Linked DNA regions of Sus scrofa: region 1 is linked to region 2. A link is a contact called in public HiChIP or PLAC-seq data. All regions are on one chromosome and are shown on one strand. The core of a region is the stretch at or near the end of the contact, and the rest is flanking DNA. Distances in the headings are between cores, read along the strand shown. Region 1 overlaps NCOR2 (nuclear receptor corepressor 2). Region 2 has its middle 130 kb from the start of NCOR2.

Evidence for each region. HiChIP or PLAC-seq counts read pairs in DNA pulled down with a chosen protein or histone mark.
Region 1: a contact with region 2 is called in an H3K27ac HiChIP or PLAC-seq map of skeletal muscle. The contact joins two enhancer-like sites. A contact is called at or near these places in 2 of 2 datasets of contacts at active chromatin or transcription factors (alveolar macrophages and skeletal muscle).

What each region holds. Positions count from the first base shown.
Region 1 is chr14:28,756,497-28,763,011 of Sscrofa11.1, reverse strand. NCOR2 (nuclear receptor corepressor 2) reads right to left here. Exons shown (of 49, transcript NM_001044576.1): 19 at 25-167. Among named protein-coding and RNA genes, the nearest start is that of RFLNA, 82 kb to the left of the region's middle. Within about 2 kb of position 3,156, at least 63 of the 83 cell types and tissues checked have an H3K27ac peak or open chromatin away from gene starts, as enhancers often do. A contact at or near this core is called in alveolar macrophages and skeletal muscle, where this site is marked.
Region 2 is chr14:28,507,052-28,513,921 of Sscrofa11.1, reverse strand. No RefSeq gene overlaps it. Among named protein-coding and RNA genes, the nearest start is that of NCOR2, 130 kb to the left of the region's middle. Within about 2 kb of position 4,686, at least 32 of the 83 cell types and tissues checked have an H3K27ac peak or open chromatin away from gene starts, as enhancers often do. A contact at or near this core is called in alveolar macrophages and skeletal muscle, where this site is marked.

The DNA of each region.
Region 1 (6,515 bases), core at 1,907-4,406, 250 kb before region 2:
CAGGGCAGTGCAGGGGGAACTCACCATCTTCAGCTTATGCTGCTGCAGGATCTCATCCAGGTTCTGCCTCTTCTTGTAGTTGAAGTAGAAGTTCTTACATTGGGACACAGTCTTGGAGCCCACCATCCGGGCGATGGCCGACCAGTTCCGGCCGTGTTCCAGGAGACCTGCAGGGGAGAGGGCGGCAGGTGAGGGGCAGCCAAGGGGGCCTGTGCTCACAGCCTGGAGGGTCAACAGACCCTGGGCAGAAAGCAGCCCTGATCCCAGGCCTCAGGCTCCCTGCAGAGGTCCAAGGCTCCAAAAAGACAAACTGGGGGGAGGGGGGTGGCATCAAGAGGCACCGGAAGAGTGCGGCGGCCTGGCCTCCCCAGGCTGCATGGGAAAGGCCTAGGCTCCTGGAACCCGAGGGGCAGGAGGGTGCAGCCTTGGGTGCACCCCTGCCGAGGCCACTGTCAAGGGTCCCGGGGACTGAGGCCTGAGGTCTGGGGCACAGACCCCGCCCGGGGCCCCACTTCTCCTCCTCCCCTGGCTGTCGTGACCCAGCACTGACACTCACTCACAGCTGCAGACGAGGCCTCGGGAGACGGAACTGTTTTCCGGCCGCACCGGGCCAGGGAAAGGAAGGAACGTGTGAGCAGGGGTGGGAGGGTGGAGTCCAGGCCAGGAGCGGGTGAGCTGGGCCAGGAGATGCTGCCCCCAGGTTAACGGGGCACCCTCAGGGCCCAAAGTTCCCTGCCAAAACCTAAAGGCCCACCCTGGCCTCCAGGCAGATTCAGGGGCTGGGAATGGACTTGCCCCCTCCACCAAACCACAGCCCCTGCCCCCCCATCTCCACAAGCTTCTTTCACAGCCTCGAAGAATCCTTATGTGGAAAGACCCCCCCCACACACCCAGAAATTGGCAGACCCCATCCCAAACCCTCCTAAGTCAGAGAAAGTTCCCTCCATTCCCACAAACTCAAGTCAGAGCTGCACCTCCAACCTCTCTCCCATTTTCAATGCCATAAATCCCAGGCTCAGCACAAAGGCACCCCCCACATGCACCGGAAGCAGCCCAGAGTCAGCCCCTCTGCCCACAAAGCTTATACGCAGACACGCCTTGCACAGGCTGGCGCCTCTACATATTTACACCTTGCATCTCCCGCTGCGTGCCTTTGTGCAGCCAGGTCAGCCTGAGCAGGTAGGGCCTGCCCCTTCCTGACGGCCGCTGGAGGGACGGACAGGAGGCTCACGCCTCCCAGGGGCTGTGGGGCAGGCCTGGGCCCCCAGAGGGCAGCAGGCACGAAGCCTGAGTCACATTGCTGGGAACACAGCGGCCTCTGAGCCCCAGAGCTAGACTTGTAAGGACGACAGAAAGATTTCCCATAACGAAGTTTGAAGCTGTTTGCCTTGAATCAAATCAAGCTGCAAGCAGGGAGGGTTACGACTGATGTTTTGCAGGGGTGCGGGAGCCTGAGGGGCTGACAGTCTGTGTGTTGGTATTTTCTGGTTTCCATTCATTCATCCATCCACCCACCTATCCATCCACCCACCTATCCACCCACCCATCCGTCCATTCAAACGTGCCGACGGCTTGCTATGTACAAGGCTCTAATAGTCATAAAACAGCAGCAAAAACAACATCAACAAACCACCACGTCACATGGCTAAGCAACCTGGAGTTTGCAAAGCCTTTTAAAGATCAGGTTCCCTCTCATCCTTGCTGTCCAGGCCATGGCTGTTTTCCCATCCCTAGGACGGGGGAAACCAAGGCTCAAGGGATCACAGCAACTCTCAAGCTTGTAGGATGGGCCAGGGGCCCAAGTGGACATCAGAACCCAAGTTTTCTGCTCTCCCGCCTCTGGACCCAGCGGGGTGGGGGTGGTGCTGGACTGACAGGCCACCTGCTCCCCCGTGAAGGCCATGGGGCCACGTGGCTCCTCGGCAGCTCCTCAGGGTTCCTCAAGGACAGGCACAGAGGGGAGGGCCGGGGCGTGGGATCAAGTGTAACCCAGCCCCCTGACCTTTCCTTCTGCCCGCGCCAGCAGCAGCTGCCACTTCCACAGAACCTGGCGGAGGACGACGGGGACGCGTTTATTTATATTTCCCCAGCCGGGGCCAAGAGAACCCAGGCAAACACGTCGGCCGGAACCCCGGTAGGGAGAGGGCGGGTCTCCCATCTGGGCCTGCTGGGGGGTGTGGGGTGAGGGGAACGAGGGCCCAGGGGGTGGCAGGACCCCCCCCACAGGTTGACATTTACAACTCAACACATAAATAAAGAAGCGGCTTAGAGTTGGCTTCGGGCGGGGGGGGGGGGTTTAGGGTCCTAATTAACCTCACTCCTGGAGCAGGAGCTTGGCAGGGGGGGTCACCCAGCTCTCCCCCGAAACTACTGGTGAAGGAACACTGGACTGAGTGGTCCAGAAGCCTTGGCCAGAACTGCTGTGGGGTCTCCACCACCCCCTCTGCTCTGGGGCCTCAGTTTCTTTAACTGCTGTGTGAAGGACTAGGGTGAGTGTCCTAATATTACTGGCCAGGGTCCCTGCGATGGGGGTGGAGAGTTTTCCTTCTGGTTCTGGTTCTGGGAACCCCAGACTGAGGATGCCGGGCTCAGGGTGGTGCTCTATAGGTCCCACCAAGCCTTGGAGACCACCGGGACTAGACGCAGCTGAAAGCCCCCCCCACCCTGTCTACCTGGAGAGAGCACCTCTAAGCATGTGCCAGCCAAGACCCCCAAGACCTGCCTGCCCCAAACACAGACCCAAGCACTTCCCTCCTTCCTGAAAAGACCCAGCCCCACAGCCAGAGGCAGGGGAAGGGGCGCCAAGAGAAAGACGGTGAGATCTCACGGGTTAGAACTCCCAAGTCGCCGGCCCTGGGGGGGGTCCCTGTCACCGTGGCACAAAGCACCCCCCTCATCCCCTCCCCGGAGCCACTCACTCACATCCTCTCATCTGCGTCTCCCCCTCGGCCAAGTTTTCCGGAAACATACGGCTTGGAGGATGCTCCAGGGATCGGAGCTGGGAGCAGCGGGCTGGGAGGCGGGAGGCTGGGCGGCCGTGGTGCCGGCTCCGCAAGGCTTCTGGCTGGCGTCTGCTGGCGGCTCAGCTCTGCCTCACATCCTTCTCGTCCAACGCGCGAGGGAGGGGGGAAGAGGGAGGGGCCGGGCGGTGGGAGGGCGGCAGGCGGAGGCTGGCTCCGGGAAGGGCGGGGAAGCAGCTCCGTGCTGCGCGCCGTGGTGGCCCAGGGCTCCTCCGGCGCTGCCACCCCTGAGCCGTGCCCCCCGCAGCTGCAGGCGTGCGAGGTGCCCTTCGCCGATGGGGGCGGGTGGCGAGAAGCTGTCGGCTGTGTGCTCGGTGCCCTGTGCCAGGCGTCACCAGGAAGCACAGCGTCCTCGCCTCCTTAGGGCACCAATGTGCCCAATACCGGTGCTCAGTCCCCAGACCCCTGACACCTCCCTACTCTGAGGACAGAGTCCAAAGACCCCAGCCTGTCAGGTAGCAGTGCCTGGGCAGCCTCACAGAGAGCCTGGGATCGGCTGATCTTCCTGCTGCCTGACCCAGCGAGGCGCGTCAGGGCTGAATGTGACCTCCAGACGGAGGCTCGCAGGAGCAGGCGGGGCGGGGGAGTGTGGCAGAAGCCCAGGTTCAGAAGGGGCGGGCCAAATTGGCACAGGCTCTCCCCCCCTCCCTCTCTCCCCATCCGTGGCGGTGGCGGCGTCAGCAGCGGTAAGAACAGATGAGGGTTCAGAAAAACAGAGCTTCTCCACCCCAGCAGACAGGAGCAAACAGCTTCTTCCGCTGTCATTCCCCAGTGCTGGTTCCACCTGTGGTCTGCCCCCAACCCGGCCTGATGCTGCCAAGGTGACCAGGCCCTCGAGATGGGGGACTCTATTTGAGGAGCCTCTTCTAAGTGCAAATGAGACCTCCAATCACTGAGGGTGGGAGGAGGGTTTGGAGTTGCTAGAGGGCTGGCTCTCTAGGGCGTCCTCTTTCCTTCCTCACTGAGACACCCGTGACAGCCAGGTCAGCCTGCGTCCCATACAAACACCTGCTATGGACGCCCCAGGCAGCTCCCAGGAGGTTGAAAGTTAACTGGGTTGAACTTTGGATCGAGATCCAGGTCACGACCGATTTCTCCAACTCTGGGGTCATTGACCTGCTTGTCCCTTTGGCCCTCAGCCTTTCCATCCTGCTCACAAAACCCAAGGAACAATAGGCCACAGGTCTCTGAAGCACTCCTGTTCCCGCTCGCCCCCTCCCCGTCGCACATCCTACCCCCAGCCCTCATCCTGGGTTCCGGGCATACCACCAGGGGAGGGCCACACATTCCAACCGTGTGGGGGACCTGGGACGTGCTGCCCACGATCCGTTCTCCTCAAGGGAGGCCAGGTGAGCTTTTAAGGATACCCATCCCATCATGTCACTCCTCTGCTCAGATCTTACAATGATGACCCAAAGCTCTGCAAATAACATCCAAAGACCTCCTCACGGTGCATGAGGGCCAGTCCTGCCCGCTTCGAGCCTGCTCCCTCCTTCTCCTCTTGCTCACTCACTCCAGCCACCAGAACCTCTTCTGCCCAGCCATCGACACTTGGCCTGCCTGGCCGCTTTTTCACAGGTCTTTAGTTCTCAGCTTCAAGTGACTCCCCACAGCAGCCTTCCTTGACCAACCATTCTCTCCAAAGCCATCCTCCCAAGACACCCTGCCGTCAGGGGGTCTTACTGGCAGCTGAAATCAGCTTCTTGTCTCCACTGCTCATTGACAGCTGTGTCTCTGCACCCAAAACTGCTAGGTGTGCAGGAGGCACTTGGCAAATGAACAGAGCTCCAGACACCCTGGGCATCCAGGCCTGGGGGTCCACTGGGCATGTCCCCCAGGCATCTCTGCTGCCCCTCTGCAGCTCCCAAAGAGAGGAGGAGGGTGAGCGTTTATGCCTGCAGGGGGTCCTGGGACACCCCCGCCCCCCGAAAGAAGAGACAGGAGGAGGGCGTGCCCCCTGGCACACCAGGGGCACGCCCATGCACATGCTATGCTGGCGCCCCAGACAGCACATTCTGCTTATACTCCCTGTGGTCCGGATTCCCTGACCCCACTTCTAATTTCTAAGGAAGGAGTTTCGTTCTGAAGTGTCAGGAGGCAGGAACTAGGAAGTGAAATTGACCAAGACAGGAAGTCAAGCCAGGAGGTGTGAGTCATGGACTTGGAGTGTGGAATGAGGCGAAAGAGTGTGTGTGTGTTGGGGGAGGTGGGTGGCCACAGAGGTAGCGGTGAGAGGGCTTCTCTGGGTGGTGGTTTTGGGGGCTCAGCCTGGCCACGCTGACTGCTCTGGTCACCTCGGCAGGGAGCTTCCTGTGCACTGTCTGGAGGTCTGGGACAGACCGTTCTCTCGGATGACTCAGCCCCTCTCAGCTCTAATACACTGGCCCCCAGAAAGGCCTCATCCTTGTCACATCCCTCCGTAAGCTGCTACCACCCTCTCAGGGTCCCTCATGCAGGCAGCTCTCGCACTGGGGTCTGAAAACCTGCCCACATGCACCCCACCATGGTCGAGTGCTGATAACCTGGAGGGAGGAGAAGTCTTTTCAGCACCTGCGGGCACCACAGAGCCATCTATCTGCATCCTCTGGAAACCAGCTGCTCCCTCTAGAAACCAGCATCTGCGCCCCCCTCCAAGAAACACTGGCTCCCCACCACCCCAGCCAGCCCCGTCCAACCCTGAAGTTTTCTGTTCCCTCCATGAATAAGCACAGGCTGCCAGCAGGAGGGGCATTTTCATGCCCCTCCCATCAACTGCCATTTTCCAAGAGAAACTCCAGTTTGCAAAACAAGATTTTCTGCCTAAAACACTATCAAAGGAGAAGGGAGAAAAATCCAGCAGACTCAATCCTGAGTCATACCACTTCCTTATTTTGGAAACTCCAAGCCCTGGGCTGGTCTGACATGAACTCAGCCCCTGGCTGGCAACCCTGCCAGGATCCACTGTGTACCTGAGCTTCCCAAGGTCCTGCCAGTTCCCGAGGGGATGCGGCTAGACAAATTCACAGCTGAACTTGGACTTACCTGCCTTTGCTTTCCGTCTACTCTTTGCAAAAGAAGCCTCAGTGCCTAGACTAGCCTCAGCTTCAGCTTTTCTATCTGCAAATTGTAGGAACAATGAGATCTCCCAGTACACGATCAAATACACACCCATTAAGATGGGAAAAAAATCACCTGTGTGTGACCTGACACCCTACCACTTTGGGAAAATATAGCGTTATGCGTTCCATGCAAGTTTTCCCAGAGAGCATAGCCAACTGGTTTGTTCCTTGGGCCAATTGGCTCTGCATTATTTGCTGTGCAAGCCCCAGCTCTCCACTCAGCCCCCTGGGTCTCTGTTTTCTCATCTGCAAAGCAGAAGGTGTGTGTGTGTTTGCAAATTCGGAGGACTCGCCTCAAGGGTCCCTTGGGAGGATTAGGTAAGATCATTCATGCAAAATGCTGGAACCAGCAAGCACTCGCCACGTAACAACAAGGCATCATCAGGACTGTGTAACC
Region 2 (6,870 bases), core at 3,437-5,936:
GGAGGGGGCTGGGTGGGTGGGGTGAGGGGTCAGGGCATTTGTCCCCAGTGGACTACAGAGGAGATCACAGGAGATTAATGCTTCTCCTAAACTGAATGTTGGAAACACCAGCATTTTATTCTGTCTTGTTTACCTCCATTCAATATTTTTCTGATAACAAAGTAACACTTGTTAGGGTGGAGGCAATGATGTGGAGGGGGAGGGGACCACCCTGGTGGAAGGGCCTGCTGCCTTGCTTGGGGAGCAACACCTTGATTTTTAGCAGGACAATATTTCCTAGGCTCCCTTGCCAGGTTTGGCCATGTGGTTCTCGTTGGCCAGGGAGGTGAAGGCCGGAGTGTTTCGTGGAACTCCCCCGAAGTCTCCTTGATGGAGGATGGCTCGGCTGAAGGATGATCTCTTTGCTTCTTCAGCTGCCTGGAATGCAAATGCCGCGGCTGTGGCGTAGGCCGGCAGCTGCAGCTCTGATTTGTCAACCCCTGGCCCAGGAATTTCCATATGTCACAGGTGCAGCCAGAAAAAGAAAAAGACAAAAAAAAAAAAAGGAAACAGATCTGACTCCAGAAAACCTGCCTTGATTTCCCCCTCAGAAAGTTGTGGTGAGGTCTGGGGAAGAAGGCCAGCATTTCAGGGAATTCCAGGGTGTCAGCTGTCATTTTTCAGCTTTCAGGCCCCAGGGGTTCCAAGGCGGGGTTCCAAGCTGTCTGCTTCCCTGAGGATGGATCTCAACCAGGAGGCTAAGGTGTCTCTTAGCCTAGTGACTCTGGGTCACCAGGATCAATCTGTCAACTGCTCTGGAGTATAAACAAGGCGTGAAATGCTCCCTTCCTCTTGGCTTTGGCCACCTCCTCCATCTGCTGGTGAAATCATCGTATTAGCATCCTGGGATGAGCAAATGAGGTCATGGTGGCAGGCCCGCGCCGGCTGGGCCTGCTCCCATGTGCTCCCAAGCCTGTTCCACCCTGTAGCACTGACTCAAGACCTTAGATCCATTCTGACAGCCACCCGAGTTGTCCTCCACGGAGGGGGACACTTTGGGGTTTTGTTCAAATCCTCCTTTTCAGAACGAAATAATGCCATGTGCAGCAACATGGATGCAACTAGAGATTCTCATACTAAGATAAGTAAGTCAGAAAGAGAAAGACAAACACCATATGATATCACTTATATGTGGAATCTAAAATATGGCACAGATGAACCTATCTACAGAACAGACACAGACTCACAGACATGGAGAACAGACTTGTGGTTGCCAAGGGGGAGGGGGGTTAGTAGATGCAAATCATTACATTTAGAATGGATAAGCAGTGAGGTCCTGCTGTACAGCACAGGGAACTGTGCAGTGTCTTGGGATAGACCATGATGGGGGATGATATGAGTCACATATATATATATCTGTGCATCAGGCTGGGGCACATGCTCTTTTTTTTAGGGTGATATACATTTTTCCCTTTTTTTAAAAAAAGTTAAACTATCACTGACTTACAGTGTTGTGCCAACTTCTGCTGTACAGCAGTGACCCAGTCATACATATATATACATTCTTTTTCTCATGTCATCTTCCATCATGTTCCATCCCAAGAGGCTGGATGTAGTTCCCTGTTCTGTACTGCAGGACCTCATGGCTTATCCATTCTAAATGCAATAGTTCGCATCTCCTAACCCCAAACCCCTACTCCATCCCCCTCCCTCCCCCTACTCCCCAGGGGACATGCTCTTGATTCATCCTGAGAACTATACAGTAGGGAGTATTATTGCCCCATTTTACAGATGAGGAAACTGAGGTTCTGACAGCAGTTGGCAAAGGTAACTCTCTCTCCCCCTCTTCATGACAGCTCTCCTTCCCTGAGGCCCTGGGAAGGAAAGAGATTAGATCTTGCATCTGCCAGTCCAGTGCCCAGAGGCCTCCGTGTGGGGGAGGGGGTGGGGCAAGACCATCTTGATTCTGGCCCCCAGCTCCTTCCAGGCTCTGGGATGCCCTCCCAGACTCTGCCACCCACACCTATGACTCAACTTTGTGGGGCAGGAGTCTCCATTTCTGCCTCTGTAAAATGGGGATAAGGGAGCACTGAAGGCTGTTGAAAGGAATTTCGATGACTTGCTGGTAGCCAGTGTTGTACGAGCCAGGCCCAGGGGCCTTGGGTGCCATATGAGGTACCAGTATGAGAGTTCCAATCATCAGGGACCCCCATATCCTCCCCCCAGTGGGGCAGGGTATCCCTGTCATGCTCCCCAATGGCCTGCACAACCCCCCAACATTCTTGGTTAAACTCCCTGCTTACCTGCCTGCCTTGACCACACGTCTGTGACATCAGGGCAGAGCCCTGCCTTGCCTCTTGCCCGCACTTCTGAGCAAGCTGAATCCAGACACTTCTCTCCTGGAGCCCTGTCCCCACCCCCACACATGGAAGGGACAAAGCCACAAGCCCAGCTGTCACCCTGACCACCAGCCCCCCAAGACCAGCCATTCTTGAAGTATGGCTTAAGGACCCCTGGGGCTCTGAGACACTTTGGGGTGATCCACAGGTCCTCCATCTCCAGCCCCTTGTCAGTGGGCTGGCTTTCCCTCACTGCCTTCCACCAAGAAGACAAACCTCTGCAGGCTGGTGGTGGCACTCCCTTCTAAAGCCCCGGACACGAAGGAGATATGCACACAAATGTAAAATAAGGCCACTCTCTTTTTTTAAAAGCTACGTTTGCAGCAGGTGGAAGTTCCCTGACCAGGGATGAACACTTGCCACAATAGCAACTCCAGCCACTGCAGTGACAATTCCAGAACTTTAACCCGCTGCGCCACAAGAGAACTCCAACAAGGCCATTCTTGTCATTGTTTTTTTTTTTTTTTGGTTTGGGACAAAATCATAATTTGTCATAAAAACATGTCATTGACATTAACATGTGTGTGTGTGTTATCTTTCTTTTTAAAGGAATTAAGAAATGCACATTTAAAATTTTTTATCAGTTTCAATCTCTAATATCATAAATACTGAGCAATAGAACTCTTATAAACAAAAGCTCTTTAGCTGGGGTCCTTGATAATTTTTAAGTATCACAGGGTCTGGAGGCCAAAAAGCTTGAGAACTGCTCCCTAAACTATGGTCTAACTTTGCTCCTTAAATTAAAATGGCTAACGGTTACATAGCACTTTTTATGTGCCAAGCATCTGTCTAGACATTTTGCATAGATATTTTTACATAGACACATACACAGATATTCATTGACTAGCACAGCAATCCCCTGAGGTGGGTTCTAGTTGCTCTATTTCACAGATGGGGAAACGGGGCAGGAGGAGGGAGGTGCTCTGAGAGAGGAAGTCCCCTGCCTGAGGTTGAGGGGGTGGGGGCGGGGATGGAGGAGACTTGAACCTGGGAGGCTGGAGACTTAACCACTGGTGCGTGCTGCCCCTGGGGAAGCCACATACCCCCACCCCTGCCACCAGGACCACCCAAGCTGGTCCAGAAGAGGCTGAGATTCAGAGTCAAAACCCCAGGGCTCACTGGCTGGATTTCCCACCATCTAAAGCAGAATAGAGCCCTACATGGGGTACCCCAAACCCAGGCCTACTGAGATTACCTGCTCCAAAGGAGGCATGGCCACCCCCCTCCACACTCCCCTCTAGCCACAGTGGCCTTTTCGAAGTTCCTTGTGTACACTGAAGAGCTTCCGCCTCAGGGCCTTTGCACTTGCTGTTCCTTCTAGCAGGCATGCCTTTCCTCCACAGTAGGGGAACTTCATCTCATTCACGCCTAATGCGTCTGCCTTCCCTGGTGTGAAAGAGTAGCAGCACTCATCCCACCCCTATCCCTCTCCACCCCCTTTCCCATTTTTTATTACCTATTACCACATGACTTATATTACCTATGCACTGCTTTAGGTTTTAACGTCTGGGCCATATGAAGAAGCAAGCACAATGACAGGTTCCGATGCTATTGAATGAGCAAAGGATTGGAACAGAAAAGTCATGCCAGGCTTAAGGGGCGGCCACTCCTTTCCTGCCCCAGCCTGGGCTGATCGTGGCTATGCTTGATGGCAAAGGCTCGCCAGATTTTTCGATTTTTCAAAAAAAGCTGCACATCCAGATTTTGATGGAGACCCTCCTGGTTTTTTTTTTTTTTTTTTTTTTTTTTTCTTTTTTTTTAATATGCTAGCGACTTATTCAAATTACCAAAATTAAAAAACAGCTTGGTGAGCTAGACCTTATGTAGATAAACGCAGTCAAGTTTGGCAAAGAGGGCTCCCCTCCCTCTGTAAGGGGAAGTGACATTTGAGCAAGGCTGGAGAGCTTGATAGGCGAAACTTAGGCCAAGTGGGGGGGTGAGGGTGGGGAATAGGAACCTGGGTGAGGGGGCTAGGAGCTGTCCCCATCCTGTGGACGGGCCCACACCCCTCACCCCTCTCTTTGGAAGTACCCCCACCTACCCACCCCTGGTCCCAGCTGGCTGTGATCCATGCGCTTGAAGCATATGCGTGGAGTGTTTTGAGAAAGGAACACACAATACACAGCAAATAAGGCTGCTTCTCCGTCTGGCCCGGACACGGCCCGCACTCCGCCAGATGGTCCCCCATCCGCCTCCCCAGCTGAGGCCCGGGCTTTGTGAGGCTCCAGTAGATCCTCTTCTCCATCCCGCAAGAGGCGCCTGGGAACCTCTCTCTCCCCCGGGCGCCTGGGAGGATTTTTCTTGGCCTGCAGACAGGAAGGCTGATTCAGCTGGGAACCTTCTGGATTTATAACCCCCACCACTTCATCCCCTGGTGACCCGGAGCCCCAGTGTGCTGGCGTTTATTGCTAATTGTTTTCAGACAGATGGCATGGCCCAGAGTCTAATTCCCCGGGCTAGGGGCGGGGATGCTGGGGGAGGAGGCCATGCCCTTGACCGCTTACATTCTTGAAGAAAATGTTCTGGGTTGGAGAGGTGGGGGTGGGGCGATGGGCAGTGACAACGGTGAGGGCTTACAGAAGGGAAGCGGCAGGGCTTTGGGAAGGGAACAGGGGAGCGGGAGACTTTGAAAGGATGGAGTTGGCGCTGGAGTTCAAAAGGCTGATAAAGCTGGGAAGAGAATGGCCCTTCTCCAGGAAGTCCTCCTGGATTGAAGTCTGGGTGGCAGGCAGAATTCCTTTTTTGGAGTTGGATTTAGGGATGGAAGGAAGTAGGGGATTTGTTGGGAGGGTGGAAGACCAGCCCACCACCCAATGAGCAGCTCTTATATTTTAATATGATTGCAATGTAATTCCAGGGCTTATAGATTCATCTCTTTTTTTTTTTCCCCCTCTTTTGGCTGCACCCATGGCTTATGGACGTTCCCAGGCCAAGGACTGACTCGAAGTCACAACTGTGACCTACACCTCATCTGTGGCAATGCCAGAGCCTTAACCCACTGCACCATAGGGGGAACTCCCAGAGTCCTCTTCATTTTACTGGATTCCATGATGCCAGGCGTGAATGAAGATGCCAAATTACAAGTAAGAAAAAGAAGACGGCCCCTGAGAAAGTAAGTGACTAGCCTGAGGCCTCACAGTCAGTCCCTAAAAATTTACCAAGCACCCTCTGTGCACTTGCTGGGGACACAACGCACAGCAGAGGGCAAGACCAACAAACTCCCTGTGTTCACAGTATCTAGGCTTGTGAAAGCAGGCAGACATTAATTCCCAAAGGAGTAAGCTCAAAAATGATAAGGACTAGAAAGAGATAAAATAGGGAGACAGGAAAAGTCAGGGACTTTAGGCCAGGGAGGGCTTCTTGGATGAAGCAACTTAGAACTGAAACTTCAGGATGATGTAGGACCTGGACAAGCCTACACACAGGTGCTCAGCAGCTCAGCATATTCCACATAGACAAAACGTTCCCTGCTCCAGCAATTTCAAGAGCTGACTCTCATTGGGCCATTTCAGGTCAGATGGCCATCCCTGAGCCAATCACTGTGGTCAAGGGAATGCCCTCTAGAGACTGGCCAGCCTTAGGGCCTGCGGTGTGGAACTTCTTCTTCTCATGGGCTGAAATTGGGAGAGAGATGGTCCCCAAAGGAAAACGGAGATGCAAAAGCCAGAATGAGGAGGAAAGGATGCTGGGGAAGCCAAAGCAAGCATGCCCACTGCAGAGTTGGAGGGGGACGTCATCTGAGTGCCTCCCACTCAGTCACTGGCCATGTCAATGCCAAGAGACTCTGCAAGGCACATAGACAATGGCACCTAGCAGAGCCTATGCAAGCCCCTGCTGTGTAGTGGCCCCTCCCCCCAGAAGGTGAGCTATAGAGGCAGGGCATGGGCTGTAGAAGCATTCACAGGTTGTGGCTGCCTTTGTCATCCGGCCTTGCAGTGGGACCTCCTCTCTTTATTCATTCAGTAAATATTCACTCCCCATCTATTTGGTGCCAGGCACTGAACTCAGCCCTGGATATATAACCACAAATGAAACAAACAAACAAAAAATCCTTTCCTTGGAGTTCAATCCCTGGCCTCAGTCAGGGGGTTAAGGATCCGGTGTTGCTGGAAGCTGTGGCATAGTTCACAGATACGGCTCGTTGCTGTGGCTATGGCATAGGCCAGCTGATACAGCTCTGATTCAACCCCTGGCCTGGGAACTTACATATGCAGCAGGTGCAGTCTGAAAAAGGAAAAAAAAATCCTTGCCTTCAGGGCACTTCCACTCTCCATAGTAGACAATAAATAAAATAAATAAGGGAAATGTAAGGCATGTGCATGATAAATGCTATGAAAGAAAATAATGAAGCAGGGAAGATGTGAGGGAGCATGAGGGTTGGGTATAATTTTATTTTTATTTTTATTATTTATTTATTTATTTATTTTTGTCTTTTTGCTATTTCTTGGGCTGCTCCCGCGGCATATGGAGATTCCCAGGCTAGGGGTTGAAT